2 separate regions of the Mus musculus genome follow, and region 2 is linked to region 1. A link is a contact called in public Hi-C data. All regions are on one chromosome and are shown on one strand. Each heading gives the region's core, a stretch centred on a gene start, on an enhancer-like site or on the middle of the called end of the contact. The rest is flanking DNA. Distances are from core to core; before and after follow the strand shown.

What was found. Hi-C and Micro-C count contacts between places; a contact is called where the count stands out from the background.
Region 2: a contact with region 1 is called in a Hi-C map of muscle stem cells, with 2.4 times the contacts expected there. The contact joins two enhancer-like sites. A contact is called at or near these places in 1 of 484 Hi-C or Micro-C datasets (muscle stem cells) and 1 of 115 datasets of contacts at active chromatin or transcription factors (acute myeloid leukemia).

Annotation. Positions count from the first base shown.
Region 1 is chr17:83,981,608-83,987,690 of GRCm38.p6, forward strand. No RefSeq gene overlaps it. Among named protein-coding and RNA genes, the nearest start is that of 8430430B14Rik, 14 kb to the right of the region's middle. Within about 2 kb of position 1,639, at least 87 of the 459 cell types and tissues checked have an H3K27ac peak or open chromatin away from gene starts, as enhancers often do. A contact at or near this core is called in muscle stem cells, where this site is marked.
Region 2 is chr17:84,570,493-84,576,323 of GRCm38.p6, forward strand. It overlaps Plekhh2 (pleckstrin homology domain containing, family H (with MyTH4 domain) member 2), which reads left to right. Exons shown (of 30, transcript NM_177606.4): 10 at 550-644; 11 at 1,176-1,320; 12 at 4,439-4,575; 13 at 4,675-4,785; 14 at 5,225-5,311. Among named protein-coding and RNA genes, the nearest start is that of 4930500A05Rik, 21 kb to the left of the region's middle. Within about 2 kb of position 3,614, at least 24 of the 459 cell types and tissues checked have an H3K27ac peak or open chromatin away from gene starts, as enhancers often do. A contact at or near this core is called in muscle stem cells, where this site is marked.

The DNA.
Region 1 (6,083 bases), core at 389-2,888:
CTCACTTGGGAACTCCTGTAACCTGCACAGTGATGCTGTGACTGTTACCATAGCTGTGAAGACCCACTCTCTCACCAGAAACTGGCTTCCAGGCAAGCCAAAATGAGACTTACCCTGTCCTTATGTTGGGGGGTTAGAGGGATCTCTGAGCTTCTTATGGGTAAGAAAGCCTAGGACACATCAGGAGACTGAGGACCCTGGTGGCCTCTGTGTGTGTATCGGGGTGAGAGGAAGTCCACACACCCTCAGGACACCCTTGGAGAGTCTGCAGCAGAGGTGCCATGGTGGATCAAGGTAGTCTCAAAGGCTTTGAGTTGTTGTATGATTCCACTAGGTCTGTGTTGTCCTCCTGGACCCCTTCTGCCAGGCTCCTCTGCCTGCTCTTCTTTCCTCTCCTCACCAATGTTTACCCTTGCCTCTCCCAGAAACCCAGCAGTGAGGGCTCCCACTTCCAGACTTCTCACTCCATACATCAGAGCTGCTGTTTATGCAGCCCTTATGGTAGGCCAGGAACTTTTGTATTGTACACACACACACACACACACACACACACACACACACACACACGCACGCTCAGGTGTAGAGAAGGGAGGCTTCTCGTGGGTCACCTACGGTAGCTGGTAAATGGAGGCCCTGAAAGCTCTCAGCCCTGGCTTGTAAATAACTTGGCCACTAGAGAAATAGAATCCCCACTCTGGGTGTCCCCCACACTGTCTTCTTCAGCAGACAGCCTCTGTCTGGCTTGACATCCTAAACAGGGCAGGATCATCCCAGGAGAAGCCCCCTCCCTCAGCCTTCCTTGATGTCTCCATCTTTCTCCCAGGCCTGCATGCCTTCCTCACCTCCCATTACACTTCTAAAGCTGCCATTCCCACTCTCCCACTCTCCACTTCCACTCCTTCCTCTGCCATCCTCCGTTATGTTTCTCCATCCTGGCAGAATGGAGGGAGCCGCTGAGCCGTGGTAGATGATCCCCTCACAAGTCCTAAGAAACCCCAGAAAACAGCAAGGCTCCTGTTAGTGTTCCAGCCACGGTCCTGCCAGCATTCTCGCAGGCCATCTCGCTCCCAGATGCACTACTCCACCATCTGAGGAACCTCTCGGACTTCTTTTAGGGATGACCCCAATGGACCAAACGCCTCTGCAGTCGTGCTGAGACCATCAGAGCAGGTCTCCCTCCACAGCTGGATTCCCCAACTCCTGCCCTTCATCGCTTCCTTGCCTTTCCTTTCCCAGGCCCCAGATCTGAGGCCTGTGGTCACTGCTGGCCAGCACATCGTGGCAGGGGGCTGCTTTCCAGACAGACCCAGAAAGAATCCCCTCTCGGGTTGAGGGACAAGCCGGGGAAGAGGTCACCCTTGGACAGCACAGAGCTCTCTTGGCATTTCTTGAAAATTGCGAAAATGTTGGCTTTGTCTAAGCAAGTTAGAAAAAAAAAATCCATGCCATCTCCCACAGATGACACTGTTTCTCAGGCCATGGAGCCACAGTTGGTAGACAAATAACACATTAAAAATAGCCAGTGTTTCCCAATCTTACAGCCTCTGGGGGCTGCAGGGAGAGGCCTTGGCAGAGCGGGGGTTTTGCCGGCCCATTGTTTGCCTGCCCTGGCTCTGGTGGGCGTGGGGGCCGTTTGTAGGCGCAGTAATTCCCGGTCAGAAGGGGGAGGAGCGTGAGTTCTTGGCCAGGATGAGCTAGATAACGTGCACTTGAATGGAGACGCTGTTTGCTGTTTATTTTTCCTTTCCTGGGCCAAGAAATATAGCACGCTCCATTTTGACCTTCTGTTTCTACCAACTCCCCTTCCCCCCTTCCCTCTGCTAGATCTTTTTTTTTTTTTTTTTTTTTAAAGCGTGCAAGGGAGACCGAGATACAAGGTCTTATTTCCATCTGGGCTCTGGCCCAAGAACTCTGACCAAAAAAAAAAAAAAAAGTTACTTAAGTCATATCTCCATCATCTGCAGATGGCTGTGTATTTATTTCTCACCAAAGTAAAATCCCAAATGGACTATAGATATTTGCACGAGTCAAAACTGCTTCCTCCCTGCAGAGCTGGGACGGAGCTTTGATCCTTCTGAGAAAATAGAGAGGTTGGCTCCAGCCTGGCAGCCATGATGTGTCATGGACCCTGTTGGGGTGGGATGAGGTCCGGGGTCCGGAGAGACCGACCAAATGCGCCAGGTGGGCACAGTGCTCAGAAAAAGCAGCTTGGAGGGAGCCAAGTGGTGTGTGTGTGTGTGTGTGTGTGTGTGTGTGTGTGTGTGTGTTAGAAATTAAAACAGGAGGGGTCACTGGGCAAGTGACTGGCCCAGAATAACCCTCTGTCGGACCACAACCACTGTCTGAACTCTGAGCAAGCCAGTATGTGGAGGGAGAGCCAGTTTGTGGAAAATTATCCAGCCAAATCCACTGCCCCCAGACACAGAGCCCTGCTTTTAGGCATTCAGCTTCCATTTTCCTTTGAATCCTCAGCCCTAGACACTGAGTTTTGCATAGGGAGATAGATGGTCCTCGGACTAAGTGCCTAATCTGTTTCACGGGGAGCCTACGTTGTGCTGAGGCTGACTATCCCTACCACTGGGGGGGGGGCCCTCCCGACTAGAGTCCTCAGTGGTCCTTTCTCTTCAGAACCCAGCTCCTAGATTCTAGAAGAGCTAAGTAAGGACTGAACTCTCCAAACCGAGAGACTCCTTCCTTAGGGGTTCTGAGGGCGAATGTGGCTGAATGGAGAAGCAAAGTGTGAAGGCCGGCTGCCAACAGCGTGCTTTCCTGTCTCCTCTCCTTGTCCCCTGGTCACTGACGAGCAGAATGTGTTTGCATGGCTCCCTCTGTTTCTTGGTTTCCCCTCCTTTGGCTTCAGAGACCCTCCGGCCATCTGACTTCCATAACCTGAGTCCCATGTTCAGCATCTAGGACAATATTTAGATGTGTCCTTAATGGCTGTCTGTGGGAAGGGAATGTTGGAGTGGGTGGGGCTGAGAACACATATGGAAACTAATCCACAGAGAAGCCGGAACACTGAAAGTATTTTGATGTCCTTTCTAGAATATTCCAGGCCTTTTGTTTTTGTTTTTAATTAATTTACTTATTTTCTTACTTACTCATTTTACATCCCACTCACTGTCCCCCTCCTGGCCACCCTTTCCCACAATCCTTCCCTCATCCCCTCTCCTTCTCTTCTGTGTGCTCCCCCCCCCCCTCCCCGTATTCCCCCTACTCTGGCACTTCAAGTCTCTGTGAGGCTAGGTGCTTCCTCTCCCACTGAGGCCAGACAAGGCAGCCCAGGAGAAGAACACATATCCCATGGACAGGCAACAGCTTTAGGGACAGCCCCCGTTCCAGTTGTTTAGGACCCACATGAAGACCAAGCTACACATCTACTACATGTGTGCACTTGAGGGCGGGGGGGGGGGTGCATATTCCAGGCTTTTTTTTAGTAATCTTCTCTACTCTTTCCCACGTCTATGAAATGCCCCTAATGAGGAGTGTCGGAGCCTTGTGGCTCTGCAGGGCTGGGGTAGAACCCTTGGGCCCAAGTCTGACTCTGGTAGAATCCCCAGGATACAGTCAGCAGTATCTGGTAGCTGGGCCTGCGGCCTGTGTTTGGTTCATTCAGTCGGCTTCTCTGGCTCCTGGCAGGGGGGGTGGGGGGGTAGGGGGGTAGCAGCCTCACCACCCCCCACCCACCCCCACACACACCAGTCCCACCCTCTCCCACAGACAGCCCTTGGCTTTGCAATGTGCTCTCTTCTTGAGACTTTCAACAGAGCAGAGTCTGGCCTGGCCCACCTCAAAAGAGTGACCCTGAGTCATGGCCCTGGACCTGGACAGGACGTGGTTCTCGCCGGTTCAGAAAACTACGGCAAAGTCAGAAACCATCTGCACCTCTCCTTCCGCCCTAGACGTTATTTATGCGTGCGGCTTTGTGTTTGTGGCTAAATGTGGCTCTGTGAGGGCTGTTAATTAACCCTTCGAGAAATGTGCTTCCCAGCAGGGCAGGGACAGGAACCGGGAACATGTTTCTGATCAGGTAGTTAGACGCAGAAGATTTATCCTGCTTCAGATTACGATTCTTAATGAAGCCAGAGGAAGGCACGCGCAGGAGATGCGGTTGAATAAGGCCTGTTCTGTTCACAGAGATTGTCGGAAGGGCAGGAAATGCTAAATCAACTGCGCCTCTGGACCTGGAAGAAGGCTGGAGGGTCCTGGGGTCGAGGGCCAGGGCCAGCTTCGAGGGTCAGCGTGTCGCCTAAGGCCAGGCACGAGCCCCCCCATCCCCCCCATCCCCCCACCCCCCCACCCCGTAGGTGGCTCTCCAGTGACTGTGTGGTCACTTCATCTCTGGCCATCTGTGGAATGGGACCCAAGCTACCTCAGAGGGTACTTGTAAGAGGCAGAGTTATCGGGATTCATGCGCTTTCCCGAGCTGCCTCAACTTCTTCCTTCATTCTAGAATATTCATAGAGGGTCACGTGACTGTGGCTCACCCAATGCCGTAAATGGCTTACCCAGTGCTGCAGAGCATCTGTATCCTAGAGACAGGAGAGAGCAACTTTGGGGTCCTCTCTCATCTGTGGCTTCCTAGCCAAGATCCATTTCTTATCCCACCCTTCCCAGATGCACTGGACTGCTTCTGTCTGGAGGACTACAGGCAGGAAGTCCCACATGGCCCTGCTGGGTGTGGGGTGGGGACTCCATGGGCCACCGAGGCCTGCGGATATTTATAACTGAGACTCTTTACATTCCGTGGACAGACTCGCCTTAAAAACACACCATTGAGAGTCGGGCCTCAGACGCCTGCATGCGGCCAAGCTTCCTGTCACAGGCGAATGAGCCCAGAGAACAAAAAAACGTATTCACAGTTCTGAGCCTTCTCTGCTCCCCAGGCTGATTTCATTTGAAAATATTCAAGGCTGGGAGAGAGGGAGGAAAAAGAAAACAGGGTCCAGCTGGAGTCCCCCGGGGACCAGGTGACGGCTGGGATGTCATGGGACCTCCCAGAGCTGAAATTAGCAACTTAGAAGGTATTGTGAGGAGTGGGTGACACCGTGTTCGAAAGGAACACCTCAGAAGAAGACAAAGAATAAGGCTGTCTCCCAAACTGTACCTTCCCTCCCCGACTCCACCTCTCGCTTTTTCTTAACTACCAGACCTTACCCTTGCTGCTGTATCTCTTTGAAATGGACTCAGGTCAGACAGAATCAAGGTCCTCCAATTCCACACAGGCAGTCTAAGCTGAAGTGACCCCAAATGTTTGTAACAAACTGAAGTCTGAGAGCCTGTGCTCTGGGGCCTGCACAGACAATTCTTGGGAAAGGACCTCTGACCCTTCTAAGGGGAGACCAGGAAAAGTGACTAGATTGCCCATTTGGAAGGGGCTCCGATGGAACCCCTTGCTGGTGAGGCATCTCCTTTGGTCACTTCCTCCTTTCCAGAGACTCTTCTGGCATTGCTAGACAATCAACAGAGACTCAGGAAGCCTTCAGTCCACTCCAGAACTCAAGGGTGCATGCGTCCGATACCAGGCCAGATTCCTTTTGAAGAGGTTTGTCCCCTCAATCTTGAGGTTAGGGGAGGGCTAAGAGAATTTCCTCAATATCTTTCTTCTAGACACCCCTTCCTATCCAGGGCAGCAACATTACCAATGTTCCCAGCAACTTTGACAATTCACCCAGGAATCGTATCTCAATAAAACTTTCAAAGCCGGGCAGTGGTGGCGCACGCCTTTAATCCCAGCACTTGGGAGGCAGAGGCAGGCGGATTTCTGAGTTTGAGGCCAGCCTGGTCTACAGAGTGAGATCCAGGACAGCCAGGGCTATACAGAGAAACCCTGTCTTGAAAAAACAAAAAACAAAAACAAAAACAAAAAACTTTCAAAGGAGTTAGAAACATTTCATGTCTGCGTTACCCAACATGGTAGGCATGAGTCAACGTAGCCATTGAGCTTCAGAGTTAGCCAGGAGCAGAACCTCACCTCTTTAATTTAAGTGCATCTCCATACCTATATGTGGCTGGTAACTGCTCTTTGGACGTCCCTCTAAAGCCTTGGGTCCTTCTCTGTACCCGGGTACCCACTCCAGTCC
Region 2 (5,831 bases), core at 2,364-4,863, 590 kb after region 1:
CAAGGCAAAGTAGAAAGACAAGGGCATTTTATCTGTTTTAAGCTACAAAAATTATTTTAAAATACTGGCTTCTATATTATTTTCCCCTTTCCTTCAAAAATTATTATAGAAATAATCGTTCTCACTATAAAAAATATAAGGTCAACGCTTGGTAGGTTGAAGCAAGAGGATCTAGAGTTAAGGGCTAGCCTCAGCAACGTAGTAGGATCAAGGCTAGCCTGGGTTACGTGAGACCCTGTCTCAAAATCATAAAACAAAATAACTCACACAGAAGTGTCTATCTGTAGCTGGATATGCTGCCTCTAATGCCAGCAATCAGGAGTCTAGGCAGGAGGAACACTGCTAGCTCGATGCCAGCCTAGGCTCCACAGAAAGACCCCGTCACACATTGACAAAAAAGTGTAGCCACGGTTCTAGAAATGGCGTAAAGCAGAATGATATTAATCAACACTACCGATTAATCTGATTTCTTTTCAGTATATATATTCGTAAGCAATAGACCAGTGTGCTAGTTGGAAGGAATTTCCTTAATGTCCTTTTCTGTTTCAGATTCTGCAGACATACTTTCCTACTCTGCAGCAAGCCTTTATACGTCTCTCATATACAAGAACATGACGACCCCAGTCTATACAACGTTGAAGGGGGTAATGAGCGCATTTCTCGTTGTTAGACCTATGGTTTTCTCTAGGATAGTCAGGGACTCCACTCTTGGCATTCTTACATCCATCCCCCTCTTTGTAGAGCTTTAATGATCACATCAATATATCATTAAAAGGAAGAAGAAACAAGAAGGCCCGGAGAAGGTGATTATGGCATGGTTCTCTTTAGCCCCACCCTGGGACGTTAGCTTATTATTAATGATGCAATGGAAACTCCTAATTTAGAAAGGTCTTTGCGTTCCTGCCAAGGTCCCCTTCTTTGCTAGAAGAACCTAATTAAAACAAGGACTGTCAGATATTGACAGTCTTATGTTTTCAAGAATCTTTTATAATTGACAAATTCCTAGCTAATTAAAATCTAAGGTTTTGAAGACAGATTTTCATGATGTCAAAATACGATATTTTCTTTCTTTTAAAATACGTACCAGTAGCCACGTTCTGTAAAGCATTGCCTGTGTAAAGAGGACAGTGACTTTAGAGGTGGACACAGGGGGGCTGTTTTGTTTTTTTCTCTAGAAGGCGACACAAATAAGTAGCAGCCCTTTCCTGGATGACTCCTCGGGCTCAGACGAAGAGGACAGTTCTAGGTCCAGCTCCCGGCTGTCGGAGTCAGATGCGCGCAGTCGCAGTGGGCCAAGCAGTCCCAGAGCCATGAAGCGAGGTGAGGGAAATGCGCATGTGCAGGAAGCAGTGTCCGCGCACACTGTGAAGTTTGGTTCAGGACTTAGCTCAGTAGGGTTTCAAGGAATACAAACCGTAAAGTCGGGCGTGGTGGCGCACGCCTTTAATCCCACCACTCCGGAAGAAAAGACAGGCAGATCTTTGAGTTAGAGGCCAGCCTGGTCTACAGAGTGAGTTCCAGGATAGCCAGGGCTACACAGAGAAACCCTGTCTCGAAAAACAAAAGAAAAGAAAAAAAAAAGAATACAAACCGTAATGGACATGAGCCTAGGACTGAGACAATTATATTCTAGTGGTAATTTTCCACTCGGTTCTCTGTGATTTCACACAAACCACTCTTTCATAAGATTAAAATCTTATTGCTGATGTTGTTATTAGAAGTAGTATATTATATTACTATAAAAAGAAATAATTGGCCAAAATGAGGGTTTTTTTTTTGTTTTTTGTTTTGTTTGTTTGTTTGTTTGTTTTAAATAGTTACTTTGTGGCATGTTGTCTAGTTTGTGGGAAGATTTATTTATAATTCTTTTTGCCTGTTTTTTATTTTTTTAATTTATTATTATTTTTTTGGATATTTAATTTATTTACACTTCAAATGTTATCCCCTTTCCAGGTCTCCCTTCCAGAAACCCCTTATCCCATCCCCGCTACCCCCTGCCTCTATGAGGGTGCTCCCCTCCCCCACTCCTGCCTTCCCATCCTGGCATCCCCTTACACTGGGGCATGGAACCCCAACAAGACTAAGGGCCTCTCCTCCCACTGATGTCCAACAAGGCCATCCTCTGCCACATATGTGGCCAGAGCCATGGGTCCCTCCATGTGTACTCTTTGGTTGGTAGTCCAGTCCCCGGGAGCTCCTGGAGTTCTGGCCGGTTAATATTGTTGCTCCCTCCATGGGGCTGCCAACCCCCTTAGATCCTTCAGTCTCTTCTCCAACTCCTCCATTGGGACCCCGCACTCAGTCCAATGGTTGACTGTGAGCATCCACATCTGTATTTGTCAGGCTCTGGCAGAGCCTCTCAGGAGACAGCTATACCAGGCTCCTGTCAGCAAGCACTTCTTGGCATCTACAACGTTATTTATAATTCTTAAGTGTCAAGAAAACACACCTACAATTTGTGTTGGCTAATCTGATATTAATGTAGAAAACAACCGCAACTTTACTTCATGCATTCGTATAGCTTTTAATAATAATTTAAAAGTTGTATGTGTACATGCGAAACTACACACATGTGAAACTCAGAGGACAGCTCCAGTGTTGCCTCCCACTTTGAGACAAGGTTGGACTTAACACATGAGCTAGCAGGCCCACATGCTTCTTGGGGGCCTCTTGTGTTTCTGTCTACCATCTTGTGCTGGAATCACACATCCTCACCACTGTGTCTGCCCTTATCTGGATTTGGGGGATCCGAACTCAAGTCCTCGTGCTTATGTCTACTTTGTCCCTTGAGCTGTCTCTCCAGCACAACTTGGAGTGAATTGTGCGCACAGACAGAGGCTACAGAGAGGTCTCAGTAAGTGGTACCCGTACTTTAGGGAAGCCTTGGATATGGGTTGATTTTCAAACTGCGTGGCACACAACTGCTGCGGCCTTGGGAGCCACGGGCTTCAGCTGGAGCCGCTAAGCTGCCTGTGGGTCAGCGTTTGGGCTTTCGCCAGTTTCCTTGCTCCATCTTGGTTATGTCACATTGTTGCTGTGACTGCAGCTGCTAGTGTTCCTCAAACAGCTCTTAGGATTCCCTTTTATGTCTTTAAACCCCCGCCCCTTTCCCTTCTCTTCCCTTAGTCAAGGCTGAGCTCACAGACCCTCTTGTTTACAGGTTGGGTTTGTTTGTTTGTTTTTTTTTAATGCCTATTTTGTTTTGAGACAGGGTTTCTTGTAGCCCAGGCCAATCTTGAACTTGCTCTGTAGCCCAAGTTGATCTTCTTCTACCTATCTTCCTGCATTCCCCATCCTCCTGAGCGCTGGGCGTACTTAGATGTGTACCATCATGCTTGACCCCCATGTTTGTGTAACTCCTCCTCCTCATGGCTCTGTTCAAACATGGCTGGCTCTACCCTGACCAAGCCCTTCAGATCATTGTCTTTGCCATTCTTTGGTGGCCTGCTTGTCTATTACACTTTAGTCTGCTCTGCATTTCGTTTCGTTGTTGTTGTTGTTGTCACACTTACTACCTGTTGGGCTTCTGTTTTCCTTCACTAGACTCTGTTACAAGAGGACTCAAACATTTCTTTTGTTGTGCTTCATAGCCCTAGCACCTCAGACAGGACTTAGTGCGTTAGCCCTGGGCTTGGAATCTGAGCTTTGCCCTCCAAAATCACCCCTGGCTAGTTGCTTGACTTTGCATAAATCCTGCTGTCTCTGGATCTTTCGCCGCTTAAACAATGAGGACATTAGCTAGGATGATCTCTGAGGTTTTACATGTCTGGTGTCTGTGTCAGACAGCTGTTGTTTGTCTGAACAAGTAAGCAAAGGCTAATATTATATGAGTGGTCTTCTTGTGTGCCGTTTAGTAACCATCCTTTTAGATGCATATTAGCCTAAGTTCTTGAGTTAATGTTTGTAAATCTCCACTTATATTTACCATCTATATATGGCTTGTAACTCACAGGAAACTTTGTAAAAAGTCAACTCAATTAGTGTGAAAATGTTCCATTGCATTTTGCTTCATAGCTGTCAGTGTATGAATAGCATGTTTGCGTCTTTGAGGCTTTAGTGAGGGGTTTTCAAAGCCAGTGAGCTGGTTAATAGTTTACTAGACTCTCATAGAGAACTCTATTGAGCTCAACATCTGTTTGCCTATGTAACAATATACAAATACACATATTTTATGTCTTTTAATACGGCGCACTAGTGAACTTGGATGATATTTGATATATGTGAGAAAACTCACGGTTCCAATCATACCAAAATATTATTTATGTTCTTTTGACTTCCATGGAAATTTTGAAAGTTCTCCATGACGGGAAGAATGGGAGTAAATCTTGTAAAGGTGGTTTAGGATGTAGGAGCTGGTTGCTGTCCGCAGGAGAACTTACTAGCTGTTGGCCAGCGCCAGCAGGAAATCGTGACTCAATTTCTATCTTTGTTTTCCTAGGCGTGTCTGACTCCTCCGCAGCTTCTGAAAGTGACTATGCCATTCCTCCGGATGCCTATCCCATAGACGCAGAGTGTTCGCAGCCCGAGCAGAAACTTCTAAAAACCTGCCTGGCCTCCTGTGACAATGGGAAAAATGTAAACGAGCAATCAGACTCTGAAAAAAAAAATGAATCTGTTAGTTTGACTTGCCAGAAGTAAACAAAATCCCATTGTCAAATGTTTTCTCTTCATTAGGAACCATTAGAAAAATCTGGGTACCTACTGAAAATGAGCGTGAGAGTCAAGACTTGGAAGCGGAGGTGGTTTGTTCTGAAAGGAGGCGAATTACTTTACTACAAGTCACCAGTGAGTGGGCAGTGCTCGCTGTTGGGAGTGCTCCTGTTGGCAGTGCTCCCGTTAGGGCCTGAGTTCCTCACACTGTAAAACAGACTCACAACTGGGCTTTTTTTTTTTCTCTCTGTGTGATAAAAAAATAATAATTGTGGAGCCTGGAGAGATGGTTCAGCATTGGCTGTTCCTGCAGAGCATCCTGGTTCCTGCAGAGCCCAACACTGACATGGAGGGCTCATGACCATCGTAACTCCAGTCCAAAGGGATCTGACAGCCCCTCTGGGTGGTACAGCCACTGCATGCTCGTGAAGTGTAGACATACATGCCAGCAAGACATGCATACACATGAAATAAAAATGCAGGTTAAAAATCAATAATAGATTAAGGACACAAAACATTTCCTGTAGTTGCTGTTATAGCTGCTACTCTCTCTATTTTTGCTCCTTTTGCACAGAGCGATGTGATTCGGAAACCCCAGGGCCACATTGAACTGAGTGCATCCTGCAGTATTTTACGGGGCGATAACAAGCAAACGGTTCAGGTACACATCACTTCAATTCATTATTCTTTGCTTTAGTACCATTTTTTAAAAAAACAGTTCTCAGTTGAGATTAGATTGTTTGGTACATTTTATTAGTTTTAGAATTAGTTTGTAATAATCCAATCTTTTTTTTAGCTAACTCTGTACTTCAAACTAAGTACGGGTATTTCCCACTACTGCCCTGTGCCTTTTCTCCCTGAGTTTTTATTTAATCTCCTGAGCATTTCCAGCTCTCAAAATATCAGGCTGTCAGGGGAGGTTTATCCAGTAAATGAATTTCTGAGGTGTTTGTAACATAATATTGAATTCAGGAACCCTTGTATAGAATCGGACAGTGACAATTAGTTCTCCCATGAACCTCAAAGAGGGAAAGCTATTGTTGACCAGAGGCACAGTTCTGCCAAGTGTTATCAAAGATGGCTGATTCTCATCTCACCCAAACATAAGTCTGCTAAATTTAAATCAGGCTCTGAGATATTCTAAATTCAGACACTTTGCTTCTGACATGTTTCAATAACAT